2 separate regions of the Mus musculus genome follow, and region 1 is linked to region 2. The links are chromatin contacts, called in public HiChIP or PLAC-seq maps. All regions are on one chromosome and are shown on one strand. The core of a region is the stretch at or near the end of the contact, and the rest is flanking DNA. Distances in the headings are between cores, read along the strand shown.

What was found. HiChIP or PLAC-seq counts read pairs in DNA pulled down with a chosen protein or histone mark.
Region 1: a contact with region 2 is called in an H3K27ac HiChIP or PLAC-seq map of bone marrow-derived dendritic cells, with 4 times the contacts expected there. The contact joins the promoter of Dram1 here to the enhancer-like site in region 2. A contact is called at or near these places in 3 of 39 promoter capture datasets (3T3-L1-derived adipocytes, hematopoietic stem and progenitor cells and liver), 1 of 15 datasets of contacts at CTCF or cohesin (the NIH/3T3 cell line), 1 of 484 Hi-C or Micro-C datasets (bone marrow-derived macrophages), 4 of 115 datasets of contacts at active chromatin or transcription factors (the 230-238 cell line, bone marrow-derived dendritic cells, bone marrow-derived macrophages and 1 more) and 2 of 9 other capture datasets (adipose tissue and liver).

Annotation. Positions count from the first base shown.
Region 1 is chr10:88,355,144-88,359,165 of GRCm38.p6, forward strand. Dram1 (DNA-damage regulated autophagy modulator 1) reads right to left here and starts at 1,932. Exons shown (of 7, transcript NM_027878.2): 1 at 1,649-1,932. The coding sequence starts at 1,779.
Region 2 is chr10:87,841,090-87,845,365 of GRCm38.p6, forward strand. All of the region lies in intron 1 of Igf1os (a long non-coding RNA gene), which reads right to left. Among named protein-coding and RNA genes, the nearest start is that of n-TKctt21, 13 kb to the left of the region's middle. Within about 2 kb of position 1,597, at least 20 of the 459 cell types and tissues checked have an H3K27ac peak or open chromatin away from gene starts, as enhancers often do. A contact at or near this core is called in adipose tissue, bone marrow-derived dendritic cells and bone marrow-derived macrophages, where this site is marked.

The DNA.
Region 1 (4,022 bases), core at 682-3,181, 510 kb after region 2:
GGACACAGGTGCTGGCACCCAGGACTGAGATGTGCTCTGAGGAACCATTCCAAGGGTTTTTCAGGGACACAAGGCCAACTACTAAAGTCTTCTTCAGGGCTGGAGAGATGGCTCAGAGGTTAAAAGCACTGACTGCTCTTCTAGAGGTCCTCAGTTCAATTCCCAACACCCACAGGGTAGCTCACAACATCTGTAACGGGATCTGATGCCCCCTTCTGGTGTGTCTGAAGACAGCTACAGTTCTCTGTCTCTCTGTCTCTGTCTCTGTCTCTGTCTCTCTCTCTATATATATATGTACACACACACACACACACACACACACACACACACACACACGCACATATAATCTTTAAAGTCTTCCTCAAAGGACACAGATACCCAGATACCCGTCATTTAACATGGAAATGTTAAAGAGGATCAAGCTGTTGTGAGGCTATGCCAGTACCTGGCAAATACAGAAGTGGATGCTCACAGTCACCTATTTGATGGAACACAGGGCCCCTAATGAAGGAGCTAGAGAAGAACCCAAGGAGCTGAATGGGTCTGCAACCCTATAGGTGGAACAACAATATGAACTAATCAGTACCTCCCCTACCAGAGCCGTGTCTCTAGTTGTATATGTAGCAGAGGATGACCTAGTCGGCCATCAATGGGAGGAGAGGGCCTTTCTTTTGAAGATCATATGCCCCAGTACAGGGGAATGCCAGGGCTAAGCAGCAGGAGTGGGTGGGTTGGGGAGCAGGGTGGGGGGAGGGTATAGGGGACTTTGGGGATAGGGTTTGAAATGTAAATGAAGAAAATATCTAATAAACAAAAAAGGAGGATCAAGCTGTTGTCCCAGCTGTGGATAAAGGACCCTCAGGAAAGACGGAGACTAAGTAGGAAACAAAGTAATAAATAAGGGCAAGAAACTTCACAGGTTTTGACAACTTGAGGACTCTGACTTTAGAGGCACCAGGTCCAGAGGAGTATGAGGCAGGTCCATCCTAAAGGTGCTGCTGTTGGCACAAGGGGTCCAGGGTTGCTTTTACGCCAATGACCTACTGGTGTATCTCCACCAGTTTAAACCTCCATTTTCTTTCATGGAAAAGAAATTTTAGCTGTTAGAAATGAGCCCCCTGTGGTGGTGAAGACTTTTAAATCCCAGCACTAGAGAAGCAGAAGAAGGTAGACTTGTGTATACCACCCTAGACTTCAGGCCAACCTGGGCTACATAGGGAGATCCAGTCTCAGAGACAGAGAGGGGGAGAGGGAGGGAGGGGAGGAGCCAGGAGTTGTTGGGAAGAGAAATAAGTGAGCGGTTTGCCACATGCCTGGATCTACTTACAATAAATGGTATCTTAGGAACTCTCCTTGTCTGAGTGTCACCAAAGAAGGCTCTCCCCAAGATTTTATCCCATACCCCAGGTCTAAAGGTGCCACCAGCTGTCTAGCTGTCTGCTTGATGCGCGGCTCTGAGCACTGTTTCTCATTAAAGGCAGAACCCACACGTGCTTCCTGACTCTCTAAACTTGCCCGGGGATCCCAGAGATTATCTTGTCACACCTTTCCACTACCTCAAGAATTTCCACTACCCATGCCTGGCTTGCACGCCTTCCCTCCCTCTCAGCTCACCTGGTCCCTCCCTCACGCTCCTCTTGCCCCTCACCTGATATAGGGGAGAAAGGGGTTGACGTGCCCAGAGAGCACCGCGACCACGTAGGAGATGATGAAGGCTGCGGACGACCAAGTCACCAGGAGGAAGGGGACGAAAGCCATTCCCCTGAGGAAGCACAGCATCGCGGTGAGAGGGCGCTGAGCTCGTCGGACCAAGAAGCTGGCTTGCTGCGGACTGCCTGGAGGCGGTGGCCAAGACACAGACAGCTAACGGCGCGGCGGGACAGAGACTCCGGGACGGCCGGGACAGGCCCAGCCCCGGAGGGAGGGAAGCGCTCAGAGACCCGAGGGCGGAGGGCGGACGGGCAGCCGGGTGGGTGGGGCGCGGGCGGTCCTGGCTTGTTGCGAAACCGGTGAAGTCACAAAGCGGCAGCCTGGTCCCGCGGAGCTAGAGCGCGCAGCCACCTCCCCGCCCACGCCACGCCACGCGGGACCGCTCGGCTTCCTTTCGCTTTTGCTTGATACAGCGACGGGTGGGTGCGGCGGGAGACGCGGGACCCCGCGAGGCTGGCCAGCTCTTGGGCAAGTCCCGCCAAACTGGCTGGATTCCCAGCTCCTCCTTCCCTTGGGGGTTTTTCCTCTGAGCCTCTCTCTCCAGCACCCACTGAGCTTCCTTCCAGAGCCTTGGCCACCAGTGATGCGCACCCCATCGGGTCCCGCTATGGGTTCTGGGGTTCAGGCAAAGGGGCTCAGTGGTGTTTGGGCCACTGGGCATGGACGTCACATACACCTTTGTGATAAGCAGCGGGAAAGCCAAATCGCATAGTAACCAGGCCTGATAGCACAAGTCTGTCATCCCTGCTGCCTGGCTACTAAGGAGGCTGAAGCAGGAGGATCACAAGTTCAAGGTCTGAATTCGCAGCTTAGTGAGCCGCCCTCTAAAGAGCTGGAAATTTAGCCCAATGGTAGAGCACTTGCCTAGAATGGACAAAGGATCTAATTCAGGCAAGTGACAGAAAGGGTTGGATCCAGCCCTGGCCCACCCACCAAAAGCTACTTGGAGTATATATCTGTTCCCACCAATTCTACTTGGAGTATTTATTTCCTAGCAGCAAGACAAGATGACTTGATCCATTTCAGATCCACCCAGCCAGACACCACCTAAACCAAACCAATTGGTGTTCCTGAAGCACTGGCCAGCTCTGCGGGTCTGAGCTATAGTTTGGGAATTCTGAGCCCACTTTTGGCCATAGATGACCTAATACAGGTTCATCTCAGCCACATAAATGTGCCTTGTGTGCCATACCATGCTAGGGAATAGCCTACAGGGATTGTGAGTTCCTGTCCTGACTTCCTTTGGTGATGAACAGCAATGTGGAAGTGTAAGCTGAGTAAACCCTTTCCTCCCCAACCTGCTTCTTGGTCATGATGTTTGTGCAGGAATACAAACCCTGACTAAGATACAAGGTAAAGCTGTATACCCAAAGACAAATGCAGACTACTTAAGGGATTTTTGTTAATTACAATGAATATGCTAATTTTGAGGAAAGCCAGCATAATGATGATTCATTTCAATTGCCAACTTAATGATATTAGGAGATACCTAGAATATTAATGTAACACACCATGGATGTGTCTCTGAAGGCATTTCCCAAAAAGGCTTAACTTCAAGCAAGCAGCACCATCCCATGGGCTCTGAGTGAATAAAAAGGAGAGGAAGAGAAAGCCAGGGGAACATTTTCTCCCTCCCTCGGTGCTTCAGATCAAGTTGGTCTACTGTGTGACTTGCCTGCCATGGTGGGCCGAATTCCTGTGAACTGTGAGCCAAAATAAGTCCTTCCACCTTTAAGCAGCCTTTTCTTAGGTAATTAGTCACAGCAAGGACAGTAATGACTGCAAGTGTGTATGGGGACTGACAACCAAAGGCTGCTGGTGCCAGAAAGCAAAGAGGCAATTAAATCCAAGGCAACACCAAAATCAATCTATTTAGACTTGCCAACAAAAGCATGTCTTGGGTTTCAGGAAATTAGATCATATCGGTCACAATGGAAGACGGAAGGGTTGAACTGCTATGCTATGCAAAAGCCTGCAGCCAACTTTAGGTACCTGGGCTTTCTCTTTCTCCCACTTCTCTATAGGTTTACATATTTATATTGTGTGTGCACACATGATAGCTTGTGCTCAGGCCATGGTATGTGCGTGAAGGTCAGGGCTACTTAGAAAAGCCGAGTCTCTCTTTCTACCATGTGGGTATGCGGATTCTGGGGAATCAAACGTAGAACATCAGGCTTAGCCACAGAGCTCTCTTGCTGGTCCCCAACCAGGACTTTCTCAAAATCTATTCACATGTCAAACATTAGCTAAGAGACGCAGGTTCAAAGGTCTTCATCGGCCTTTGTAGAGACTTAGTCCTTAAAGAATTTGGA
Region 2 (4,276 bases), core at 347-2,846:
AAGTCATCAGAAACTTTATATTCAGATGGCCATTGCAATGGATTCCATTAAGGAACTTTGGGGGCTAGCAATTCGTATTAAATATGTACAAATATCCTCATAGTGGCAACTTCACTCTGCTAGCCTTATTTGTGTTACCCGTAGGAGATGGGTATTGATAATCCTACTTTGATAAGTAAGAAGATTTTAGAGTACAGGTAATATGTTCAAAGGCCCACAGCCAGTGACTGCTAGAATTTTTTTCTGGTCTCCTTACGTTCTTGTTTTTGTTAAGATGAGGTTGGGCTATGCATAACCATGCTGGCCTCAACTCCTGATCCTCCTGCATCTGCTTCGTGCGTGCTGGAATTACTGCCATGGACCACCACACCATCTTCAGGCTGTCTCCAAGAGAGACTGCAAAGCCAGAAAGGACAACTGACTAGCTCGAGGCCGGAGAACTACAAGCTGATGCCTCTAGTACTTATTTAGGAAACACTGTCTTTTGTCAACATAGTGCTTTACTTTCTGTACTTGAATTATCTTAAAGCCTGGCCTATTTCCTAAAAGCCTGTTTCAAAATTTCTCTTACTTTAGTGTGGCCAATTTTCTGGGTACAGAAATGTAAGAGAAACTTTCCCCAAACAAGTACCTATCCTGTTTCCCCATAAAAAGCAACATCAGCGAATGTATGTGGCATGGTAGTACCCACTTCTTCATTTTCTTGAGAAGTTTGGGGTCACTGCACCCAGTTATTATGTGCAGAACTCCTTATCAGATCCCACTCTCTCCACCTCCATGAGCTATGATATCAATAGAAAGTTGGACATTATACTGTTTCCAATGCAAGTCCCTTCCAGCTCTAACATTTCAACATCCTGAAGTGTTCTGACCTTTAAAATTAGGATGCAAAGGAACAGGTTTCCTCTGTGCATTCACACACACACACACACACACACACACACACACACACACACACACATACACACACACACACACACACACACACACACACACACACACACACACACACGTCTTAGTTCTCCTTCCCTACTCTCCCACACCTGCACCTTAAATCCTTCAGTATTCCTCTCTGCCACATGTCCATGTCACATGTCCATGTCACATGTCCATGTCATGTGTGTTCTATTACCCTCTCCACCACGCCTTCGTCACATGCCATGTCACTCTTATGGTCCCTTTCTAGTTTTAGGATCATGACCCACATTTGCTCCCATGTAACCACTCATACATGTGCACTAGAAGCAATAGTGACACATGACAGAGAACGTGTGGATATTTGCCTTTCTGAGTCTGGGTGAGTTGACTTAACATGTTCTTTAGCTTGATCCATTTTTTTTCCCTGCAAATTTCAGTTCCACATTTCTTATTGCTGAATAAAATTTCATGTGATATGTAGCACATTTTCATCATCCATTCATTGATTGATGTACAGCTAGGTTGGCTCCATCTCCTTGCTACTGTGAATGGGACAGCAATGTACATGAATATTTATGTATCTCCACACTAGGATACATACCGTTTTGGGTATATATCCAGTAATGGTATAGTCGGTCATATGGTAGCTCTATTTCTAGTTTTTTGAGCAACTTCCTCACTTCCTTCCTTAGTAGCTGCACCAGTTTAATTATTCACACTAACAATGACAAAGCACTTTCCTCTTCCCTATGGCTTGCCAGTATTTGCTTTTTCCCCTTAATCATAACCGTTCTAACTGGGGTGAGATGGGCTTCCAAAGCATTCTTGATCTCCTCAATTGTTCTTAAAGATGATAGATGACTTAAAAAATATATTCGCTTTAAAAATATTTATTGTCATTTGCGTTTCTTCTTTTGAGAAGGATTTAAAAATGCTCTGACTTTGACTTTGATCTTGAAATTAACTTTCCTGGCTGAAAATATGATCTTCTATTTCTCCTCCCTACCCATCCCAAGAACCACAATGGGTAGAAGCTGTTAAATGCTGGAGCTCTGTTTTGCTCGTCTCTTCCACGAGGTCAGATGCACAGGCTTGAGCGCAGGAAGGGAAGAGGGCTGTGGGTTTCTGGGTTGGCCGTCAGCGTTTCCAGCACTTGGTAGTAAACTGAAAAGATGGATGCTTTTGCTTTTGCCCTCGGGGTAAGAATTGGTTGAATTCCCCCAGAGCACTGGTTCTCAGCCTTCCTAATTCTGTGACCTTTTAATACAGTTTCTCATGTTATGGTGACCCCTGACCATAAAATTATCTTGTTGCTACCTCATAACTGCAATTTTGCTACTGTTATGAATCGTAATGCAAATATCTGCTATACAGGGTATCTGCTATGCGACCCCCATGAAAGCACACTTCAACCTTCAAGGGGGCCTCGACCCACGAGTGGAGAACTGCTGTTCTAGATGTCTGAGAGCGTCAGAAATCTCCTGGCTGGTTACCACCTGAATTTTATTTGCTACAATTTCTCATTTTCCAAAATAGGTATCCACCTGATTCTAACAAAATTTTGATGCAATTTCATAATTTAAATTAGCACTCACTACTAATGAGCTAAGATTATTATAGCTATGAAACCACCATACCGAACGAATGCACTAATGATGTATATTCAAAATTCTAGTAAAATCTTGAGTCAATAACTCGAAGAAATCAAAACTACATGTTTAACCAAACGATGTCTGTGTACTTGCTAGATGGCAACTGACTGTCCATCACAGTCAAGCACACACTTTTAAGTGGTACTTGGGGCGCTTCCTCTCAAAGCAAAATGCTTGATCAGATTGGGATCAGTCCTGTAGGAACACTTATAAATTAACATCTTATAGCTGTGGAAATTTAAAATATAGTAAAAATTTTAAAAGGTTAAAAAAAAGTTCAACAAAACAATGCTGTGGTTCATGGAAGAAGAGAAATGAGGTGACAGACAGACAGACAGACAGACAGACAGACAGACAGACAGACTTGAGCTGGGAGAAGTACCGTGGCATGTGTGTGAGGATGAGGATGAGAAGGCAGAGGGAGACTGGGGATTCATGTTGCTTAGTGAGCACTCACAGACACCACTTCTGCCTCTGTGATTTTAGGAGGTGTGTTATCGGTGGTTCAGTGCCCCCACTACCTAGGCACTGTGTAGCAGGACATGGTGGCCAAGAGCTGTATGTACCACTGAACACAAGCAGATGAAAGTGAAGGCACTTGGGACATTCTACACCTCCACACATGATACCTTGGCATTTTAGGAAACAGAAGAAGCTGCAGGTCTCTCTGACTCCTCTCCCCAACTTCTCCTCTGAATCAAGTCATGAGGCACTAACTGGCAATAGAGGACCAGAATCTGAGCAGGCACAGCTTTATCAGTCCCCACCCCCACCCCAGAGCACCACCACGGCAACCTGCCTTGGTCCTCACATCCTTCAGGACTACCCATCCTTTCTCAAGCCTAGCATGAAGACACCTCTGCTTATCTACGTCTTTGCAGCTTCATTTCCAAAGCATGTTCAATAAAGGAGGGGTAGGATGTGCTCAAGGAATTATATACATGTATACATTTTATATAATTGGTATATGTTAATAAAAGGTATATAAAATGGCAAATGCTTGATAATCAGTCAAATTAAATTATTCTTTAAATTTTCATTTCTATTTGGAAAATTACACATTTTTTTCAGAATATTTATTGGCCACTTACTTTTCGTTTTCAGTTATGAATGTAAAATTTAAACCACAAATATATCTTATAGACATATCTAAAAATATTTACCCTGTCTCTAAATGAGTTCTGGTTGGTGGCAATGTGAACGCATGAAGACGTAAAGTAGGATAATTAATAACATTGAAAGCCTTAAAATAAACTTAATAGACGTGTATGTTTTGTTAGTCTGTTTTTTGTTCTAAGGGTCGCAGAAATAAACTAAGCATAGATGGTATGATTTTTCCTCCTCCTGTACTAGAGATCGACAAATAGAATGGTAATCTCTGAAAAAGCTCAGGGCAATGAGACAGAAATGGCTCCCACTGCCTCTGCCTCTCACAGGGTCATCTCTGGGTCACTGGAACTGCGGCTCCTAGTTAACCCTCACAGAGCTGGTGCGCTCGGCTGTCCCACTGCTGTTACCTTGTTTGACCTGTTCTGTTGTGCTTAGTGCTTCCTGGAACTATTTGTTTCTTCTTATGCTTATTTTCCAGCCTCATCCTCACGTCACACACACACACATACACACACACGTGCACTCATACACACATGTACACAGACACAGACAGACACATTCACACACTCCACACACCACATACACATGACTACTCA